2 separate regions of the Oryctolagus cuniculus genome follow, and region 1 is linked to region 2. Evidence: chromatin contacts called from public Hi-C data. All regions are on one chromosome and are shown on one strand. The core of a region is the stretch at or near the end of the contact, and the rest is flanking DNA. Distances in the headings are between cores, read along the strand shown.

Region 1 (4,046 bases), core at 169-2,668, 170 kb after region 2:
GGAGTTGGAAACGGTGGAGTCTTTGCTGGCCCTTGCCAATCAGCCCGTGATTCACAGCGCCTGCCCTGACCAAGTGAGTGCAGCATGCCCACGTGAGGATCCAGGTCCTCTGCCCCAGTCTGCAGCTTAAGGGCGTGGGTGAATGTGACTGTGGCATGAAGACTCACAGGGTGGACCCGGGGAACAGAGGCTGTGGCTCTAGCACATGCCCTTTCTACTCTGGGAAGCTCACTGAGCATTCAGAACTTGAGTTGAGGCTGGACCTGCCCTGTCCTCCTCCTTTAATCTCATTATGTTGATCTTTGAGTAGCAAGAAACAGTAATAGTTTAAGGATACTAGCACCTAGTTGATAGCACTCACTGAACTGGGCAGTAACCATCAGCAGAAGCCGGATGAGGGGAAGTAGTGAAAGGAGGTAATTATCTGTCCAAGATTATTTATTGATTAGCAAGATGATTCTTGAACTTGAGCCAAAGTTTTTAATGGGTTGCTGTCTTCTAGGTTAATTTGCTGTGTTTTAGAAGTTTAAATGAACACTGAGTGGTATCCAGTCTGGTTTATAAGTAAAAGTTTTAAGAAATACCTAAGTTGTTTTTTATTCATCTTGAAAAAAGCTGTCCCTGTTGGTTCACCCCAGTGTCACGCGAACTTGTTTGGTTGTTTGGCATTTATTTATTTGCTTGGAATTAAGAGTTGAGACTTTGGTTTTAGGCTTTCTCTATGTTAAAGTTCTTAGGTTTAGGTTTGTTGTTGTCACATAAGTCATAGTTTTTTGAGTTTTTTTTTTTTTTAAGATTTATTTATTTTATTTGAAAGGCAGAGTTACAGAAGGGCAGAGAGAAAGAGAGGCCTTCTATCCACTGGTTCACTCCACAAATGGCCAGAATGACTGGAGCTGCACCAGTCCGAAGCCAGGAGCCAGGAGCTTCTTCCAGGTCTCTCACAAGGGTGCAGGAGCCTAAGCACTTGGGCCATATTCCACTGCTTTCCCAGGCCACAGCAGAGAGCTGGATTGGAAGTGGAGCAACCAGGTCTTGAAACAGCGCCCTTATGGGATGCCGACACTGCATGCAGTGGCTTTACCCACTATGCCACAGCACTGGCCCAGTCGAAGTTATTTTTTAAATTTATGTTCCTTATCCCACCAGGGGGCCATCTCGGCTGACATGCCACCTTCTTGCCTCCCTGCCTCTGCTCTGATCGCCACTCAGGCGATCACCCTGTGCTGTCAGTGATACGCTGGTGTTTATTTGTTGAGCTGCCTGTTCCTTTTACGTGAGAGCAGGGGCCTGTCTGTGTTGTTCTTTGCTGTCTACCCAGGACCTAGGACTGTGCTGGCTTAAAGCAGGTTCTCAATAATTACTTGATTGAACACATGAATGGGTTTAGAAAATTCAGATGGTCCCAGCAGTTATACATGGTAGCCACCCCCACACCCATTATCGTCTGGGGGTTCTATTCCAAGACTCCCAGTGGATGACTGAAACTGTGGATAGCAGTGAACCTTGTATATGATAGATGGCTGCTGATGGACTGGGCGGGCAGGTAGTGTGTACATCATGGATGTGTTAGACAAAGGATGATGCATGTCTTGGGAAGGACGAAATAGGACGGCATGAGATTTCATCACCTACCCAGAATAGCACACAATTTAAAATGTATGAATTATTTATTTCTGGAATTTTCCATTTAATATTTTCAGGCCATGGGTAACTGAAACCACAAAAAGCAAAACTGCCAATAAATTGTGGGGGGCAGGGGACTGTTGGAGTCAAGTTTCCTTCCCCGGCCCCTCCCACCCCCACCCAGAGACAGGAAGGGACCATTATTAAATGTCTTGAATATCCTCTGGACAGAGCCTGTGAGTACAGAAACTGTTAGTCATTGTATCCCTTTCCTCCTTGCACAACAATCGGAGTGCACTGTGGAGTGCTGTGAGAGACTTAGGTGTTCACGGAACGTGTGTGTCACAGGTGCTTCCCCAGCACACACACGACTCGCCACTCAGAGCAGGCTCTGGGACAGGTCCCGTGATGTGCCTAAGCAGCCTCTCCATTCCCACACTGCCTACATGGCTCACGTCTTTGCCAGACATTTGCTGAGACTCCCTCACCGGGGAACCTCCAGGTGGAGCAGATACCAGCTCCCGATCCTGACCTGGGCATGGCCGCTACCTCTCAGTTTTGTCCCCACACCTAATTAGCCCTCCTTGGCAACAGGCTTCCATGCCTGGTGACCAGCATTTCATACGGGGATACAGGGATAGGGTTTCAGAAAACACCCAGGTGCAGAGGGTCACGACTGGGTCCTTTGTTTTTCCCTGAGGTTGCCTCCGAGCCGTTGCGACTCCCCAGCTGTCTGCTGACAGCAAGGTTGACCTCCCGTTTAATCATTTAACGGAGGCTCGAAACCACCTGACCCCCTCCTGGGGCTTGGGAACTCTGTCAGCATGTTTGGAAGGCAACGCGAAGACCGCGTTCTTCACGGGAGCCAGCTCTCCAGGACAGCTGTGGTGAGGGAGGGACTCAGGGCTCTGAGGCTGGGATGCCCCTCCATTCCCAGTGCAGGGTGGGGACGCCTTGGCATGACATGTGTTAAATGCTCAGAGCAGAAACTTGTGTCTGCCCACAGCCTGTTAGGTTTCAGAAGAATGGTTCTGGCACTGTACTTGTTTTGTCTTTGGAAGTGATTTTTCCCATCAATTATGAATTAGGCCCTCACATTGCTTTGCTGGGGAGGCCCATGTCATTTAATTGAATTCCACTTAATAGAGTCCCGGGAAACCAAAGATGCTTTAGAATGATGGTGACATCCTAGATCCTGTGGCACCTTGCATTGTCTTACAGGTGAACGCTTCGTCAAGTCATTATGATGCTGGTAGAGCTTAGAGGCCAGAGAACGGGTTGGAATGTTCTGTCCCTTTCTTTCTTTTTCCATAGCGGCCCTTCTTAGTGAATCCAGAAGCATGAGAAGCAGACCTCGCACAGCCACTGTTTCACTGACAGCTGGATGAATGCTGAGTTTCTCCAGGAGTGGAGACTATATATATTTCAGGGCTCCACCCAGTTCCTGGCCTGAGCCTAGCAGAGGCTTGGTGAGGCTCAGCCCATGGAGCCAGTCACTGTTTTTGTCTGTGGGCAATTTCGGTTTCCTGAATCGGATGAGCCTGTCATTACTGTTTCAGAAAAGACAGGAAAGATCCAGATCTCCAGCCAGGAAGAGCTGCTGGCTGGAGGGGGCCATGGCGGTTGGCCCTTGAGACTGGTCTCGTAAGCAGGCTGGGAGCCGCGGCCCGGGGTCAGCAGAGGCCACTGTTTTTGCAGAGGAAGCCTCAGCGGTTGTTTACATTGACAGAGAGCCCCGTGTGTGTGGAACCCCACCCGCTCACTGCTGACAGAGAGCCCCGCGTGCGTGGAACCCCACCCGCTCACTGCTGAAGCTGAGCCTTTCGTCTCCCAGGCCAGGCCTCCCCTCTTCCTGCTGCTGGGTCTTCCCCAGAAACTGTTTTTTTGTGTGTGTGTGTAATCCGGGGTAATTATTTTTAATGACAGGAATAATCATGTAACAATCATTTCTAGTTCATTTCCCATTTGTGTCTGTCTCACTAAGAAATGCAATCAACTCGTCCTCTAGGATCCTTGTGTTCGTTTGGCCAGAGAAAACAAACCTCCCTAGAATGATGGAGATGAAGGTGCTGCACGGGTCTGGGGAGGAGTCTTGTCAGCCTGGGCGCACCTGCCCTATAGGGAGGAGCCGTCCTGTAGGAAGTTAACCGCAGCTTTGCCATAAGCTCCGAGACTGGGGATGTGTGGGGAGGGTCGTGGGTGAGAGGTTTGGTCACACCCAGATGGCTCTTCTGGCTGTAGGATCCCCCCAGGTTTCTCAGCCTTCTCCCTCCTGAGAGTGGGTGCTGCCACCCCCTAAAACCCTCTTTTAGGCCTTCCTGACCTCCCGGTAACCAGGGCCTCCAGTTTGTTCTGTTAAGGGAAAACGTAAACTTCATTCAATTAAGAGTGTTAGACTGTCGTCACCTTTAGCCCAGGAG
Region 2 (4,064 bases), core at 1,558-4,057:
TTTTTCTAAAGTAGCTTCAGGGGCTCAAGTATTAGAACTGCTTTTTTTTTTTTTTTTTTGACAGGCAGAGTAGACAGTGAGAGACAGAAAGAAAGGTCTTCCTTTACCGTTGGTTCACCCTCCAATGGCCGCTGCAGCCAGCGTGCTGCAGCCGGCTGATCAAAGCCAGGAGCCAGGTGCTTCTCCTGGTCTCCCATGGGGTGCAGGGCCTAAGCACTTGGGCCATCCTCCACTACACTCCCGGGCCTTAGCAGAGAGCTGGCCTGGAAGAGGGGCAACCGGGACAGAATCTGGCGCCCCGACCAGGACTAGAACCCGGGTTGCCGGCACTGCAGGCGGAGGATTAGCCTATTGAGCCACAGCGCCGGCCAGAACTGCTCCCTTTTTAAAAGTTTATATTGGGGCTGGTGCTGTGGCATGGTAGGTTTAGCCTCCCTCTGCTGCACTGGCATCCCTCATGGGTGCCTGTTCACGTCCCGGCTGCTCCTCTTCCAATCCAGTTTTCTGCTTACAGCCTGGGAAAGCAGTGGAAGATGATCAGAGGTCCAAGTGCTTGGGCACCTGCAACCATATGGGAGACCTGGAAGAAGCTCCTGGCTTTAGATTAGCCCAGCTCTGGCCATTGAGTTAGAGGCTCTAACTCTGCCTCTCAAATAAATATTTCTTTTAAAAAAGCTTATTTGAAATGCAGGAGAGATCTCTCAACTGCTTGTTCACTCTCCAAATACCCACAATAGCCAGGGCTGGGCTGGGGCCGAAGCCAGAAACCAGGCCCTCAATCTAGAACTCTCATGTGGGAGGCTGAGACCCAACTACTTGAGCCATCACCTGCTGCCTTCCAGGGCTGCGTTAGCAAGAAGCTGGAGTCAGGAGCCAGAGCTCGGAATCAAACCCAGGTACTCCAATGTGGGACTTACTAGCTAGGCCAAACGCCACCCTCATATTCCCTCTTAATGATTCTTACCTTGATGAATCAGACTAGCTTTCCCCTTGTGATTATGACTGTATCTTACTAAGATACTCAAAAGTCTTCAGAGTTCTTTGCCCAAGAGAAATAGGGTAGGACTCCAAATCTGCAGTCTTCCCTGGACAAAACCCAGAACAAGGGCGGGCAGATATGAGGTATGCTCTCAGCTGGATCGCACTGGATCTGAGCCCCTTTTGTTTCATCTTTTTTTTTTTTAAAAAAAAGACAAGAATGAGCTCAATGGTGCACAATACTCCTAGATTAGAAAGTGACATGCTACGCCTCCCTCCAACCACACTGAACACTTGCCAAATGATGCTGTCCAGAGCCTGCTGAATCTTGTGTATCAATGATAAAAAGAGGTTATTTGAGCAGAAGTGACATCATATCATCTGTGTAACTGCTTTCCATGAAGGAAAATCTATCCCAAGGGAGGAAAGAGGAGGGGAAATGTGGATGTATATATACACTGATGGAAGTGTTTTGACCTCTGGAAAAACCTCACCTGCCTCCCACCCCCCACCCCCCACTATCATAGAAAACTACATTTGTGAGATTTGTGAGTGTGGTAGTCACACAGTTGGTTACAACTACAGACAGCTAGGAACACTGGTAAGTTGGGAAGGGTTAGGAGACCTGGATGATGGCAAGTTTGAAAATGCAACTAGGACCCCAAAAAGTAGCAAAGTGTTCTCATACAAGACAATCCGGTTCCAAAGATTCTCAACAACAACAAAAAAATGCTTCCCAAAATATATTAAGAAATAACTTTATTTTTTATTTGCCAATCTCATGATTGAAAAGACATGTTGATCCCAAAGAGACAAGAGGCATGACCTGGAACAAAATTCTTTCTGAAAATTTAGTTTGTGAACTTACAACACTGCAAATCAGAGGATCACAAAAAGCTGCAGCCAACACTTAAAAACTGGTAAAAAACACTCTATCCCAAGCTTAGGAGCAGAAAGGTGAAAGCTTTTCAAAACCATCATCAGCCACAGAACAGCAACAACGGAGGAATTAATTGTTATGCCCTCAACTTGAGAAAAGCATTTACAAATACCATCCCATTTCCTAGAAAAGATCATTTTGCAGAAAAGAACTGATTTATTGAATCAAAAGACTATTAGCACAGAATTCTCTTCTTCCCTTCAGTTCTAGGTTTTCCTTTACTCAACAGCATCTCTAGCTCATGCCTGGACAGAATTTGGCTTCTCAGAAGAATCCTTGTCATTTCAGCACAGTGTGGAACAGGGGAAAGTGTGTACTTACAAGGGGACCAGAAGACTACAAAAAACAATCACTTCTGGAGCTTGCTGATGCTCAAGAAATCAGAGACGAGGGTCTCATTAATGCCTGAGAGCTTTGTGCTTGAGGAAACACTAGAGTAGAGGTAGCTCTGGTTCTGGTTTGTATTTAATAATGATTTGTTAGATCCTGTCATAGGAAGGTTCTAATTGTTTGAACAAAATGAAAGCACTCTGAATTTTTCTTTCCCACCCTCCAGTTTCCTATAAGAAAGGGTAAGAAAAAGCTTAATGTGACTCCACACAGAATAGCAGCTAATTCAGTAATTCATACCCTGTGGGCTGACAGGACGAGTAAAGGCAGTGTGGTGCCCTGGGCTCTAGGAGGAAGACCTGCAGAAGAGCAGAGGCCTTGCGTGTTCACAGCCCTCAGGGAAACGAGGGGAGGCTACTGTCTAGGGTGCACAGACTGAGAATTTCTTTTGCACACGTCACAGCACATTCTCCCCCAGCAACAACCACCCAAATGAGGAATGGATCTGGCTGCACGCGTAGCGGCTTCCTCACCCTCACTTCATGCAGGAAAGATCGTTATTACCTATTGAATACAGGGCTGTGTACGAGGTGGGAGGGCATGGATACAAACAGCACATTCCATAAGAAAACACTTTTTGAAAAGATTTATATAACTTTAAGCATTAAATGAATGATTCACCTCTGCATGTCCTACACCCACATGGTCATATTTGAAAGAGAACTCAAGCACAAACACTGAATCCAAAGGGCGGTTCTAAGGGAGGTGCGAGAGTTGCTGATAAACTTACCCCAAGTGTTTAACTGTTCCTCTCTGAGCCTCTCTCCTTGATTCAACACTCTGAATGTCAAGTCGGAAGGATTAGAATCAAATATTCAGACCAAATTAATAATGTGCCATAAACTATTTAGTACAGGATATTTAAATGATATTGAAAAAATGCTCATTGCCTGAAGTATTCATTTTTTAAAAGCCAATAAACTGAAAATTTCAAAGGAGAAAGTAGTATGAGAACCTTCCTCCCCTCTCCCTCTTCAAATAATCATTAAATACACTGGGCAACATTATACAATCATTTTTATCATAACAATATAAACAATTTCCATCATAATCCTGAATATTACTTTATAAAGATATATATTTTAAAAGGCTTTCAAAACAATTTTCAACCCAGCATTTGAGAATAAAGCATTAAGAGTTTTGTTTACAGCAACACATTCATGTGATAAGTGTATGAATTTACAACATACATAATATATATATGTATATATATATATTTATATAAAAAACAAACTTGGCCAGAAGTTAAGGCTACCTACAAAGTTGTCCAAGTAATTTTACTTGTCAAAACAATTACAAAGTTAAAATCATACATGCATTTTTAAATCATCTAAACCACCAAAATAAGGTTCAGCATCCAAAGTTTTCAAATTAACTGAAAGAAAGTGCTACAGACATATACATTTTCTTAATATCAAATCAGTGTTCCCAGAACATTACATTTAAATTTTTCACCAGCCTCAGAAGTAATATAACTAAAAACTCAAACTTTTACAATTTGGTACCTACTACTCTTAAAAGAGAATAGGCTGCAAATGGCAGGCAGCAAGCACCACTGACAAATGTGCTCTCTCTCCTGCACCCCAGTACAGACTATAATACTGTTTGACCTGACACACTGAAATTCTAAGCCTCAAAAGGAACTAAGAATGAAATTTCATTAATAATTACACATATCAGCAACCACATGATAAAGGTTTCAGGCCTTTCCCACGTAAATCAAAGTAAATAATTTAATCATGGAATAAAATAAAAC

What was found. Hi-C and Micro-C count contacts between places; a contact is called where the count stands out from the background.
Region 1: a Hi-C map of embryonic fibroblasts shows a contact between it and region 2, with 5 times the contacts expected there. The contact joins two enhancer-like sites. A contact is called at or near these places in 4 of 6 Hi-C or Micro-C datasets (ear pinna, embryonic fibroblasts, skin fibroblasts and 1 more).

The regions. Positions count from the first base shown.
Region 1 is chr15:26,171,748-26,175,793 of mOryCun1.1, forward strand. STN1 (STN1 subunit of CST complex) reads left to right here. Exons shown (of 10, transcript XM_008270474.4): 7 at 1-73. Among named protein-coding and RNA genes, the nearest start is that of STN1, 32 kb to the left of the region's middle. Within about 2 kb of position 1,419, at least 3 of the 8 cell types and tissues checked have an H3K27ac peak or open chromatin away from gene starts, as enhancers often do.
Region 2 is chr15:26,002,639-26,006,702 of mOryCun1.1, forward strand. It overlaps SLK (STE20 like kinase), which reads right to left. Exons shown (of 19, transcript XM_002718721.5): 19 at 1,721-4,064. Among named protein-coding and RNA genes, the nearest start is that of COL17A1, 52 kb to the left of the region's middle. Within about 2 kb of position 2,808, at least 1 of the 8 cell types and tissues checked has an H3K27ac peak or open chromatin away from gene starts, as enhancers often do.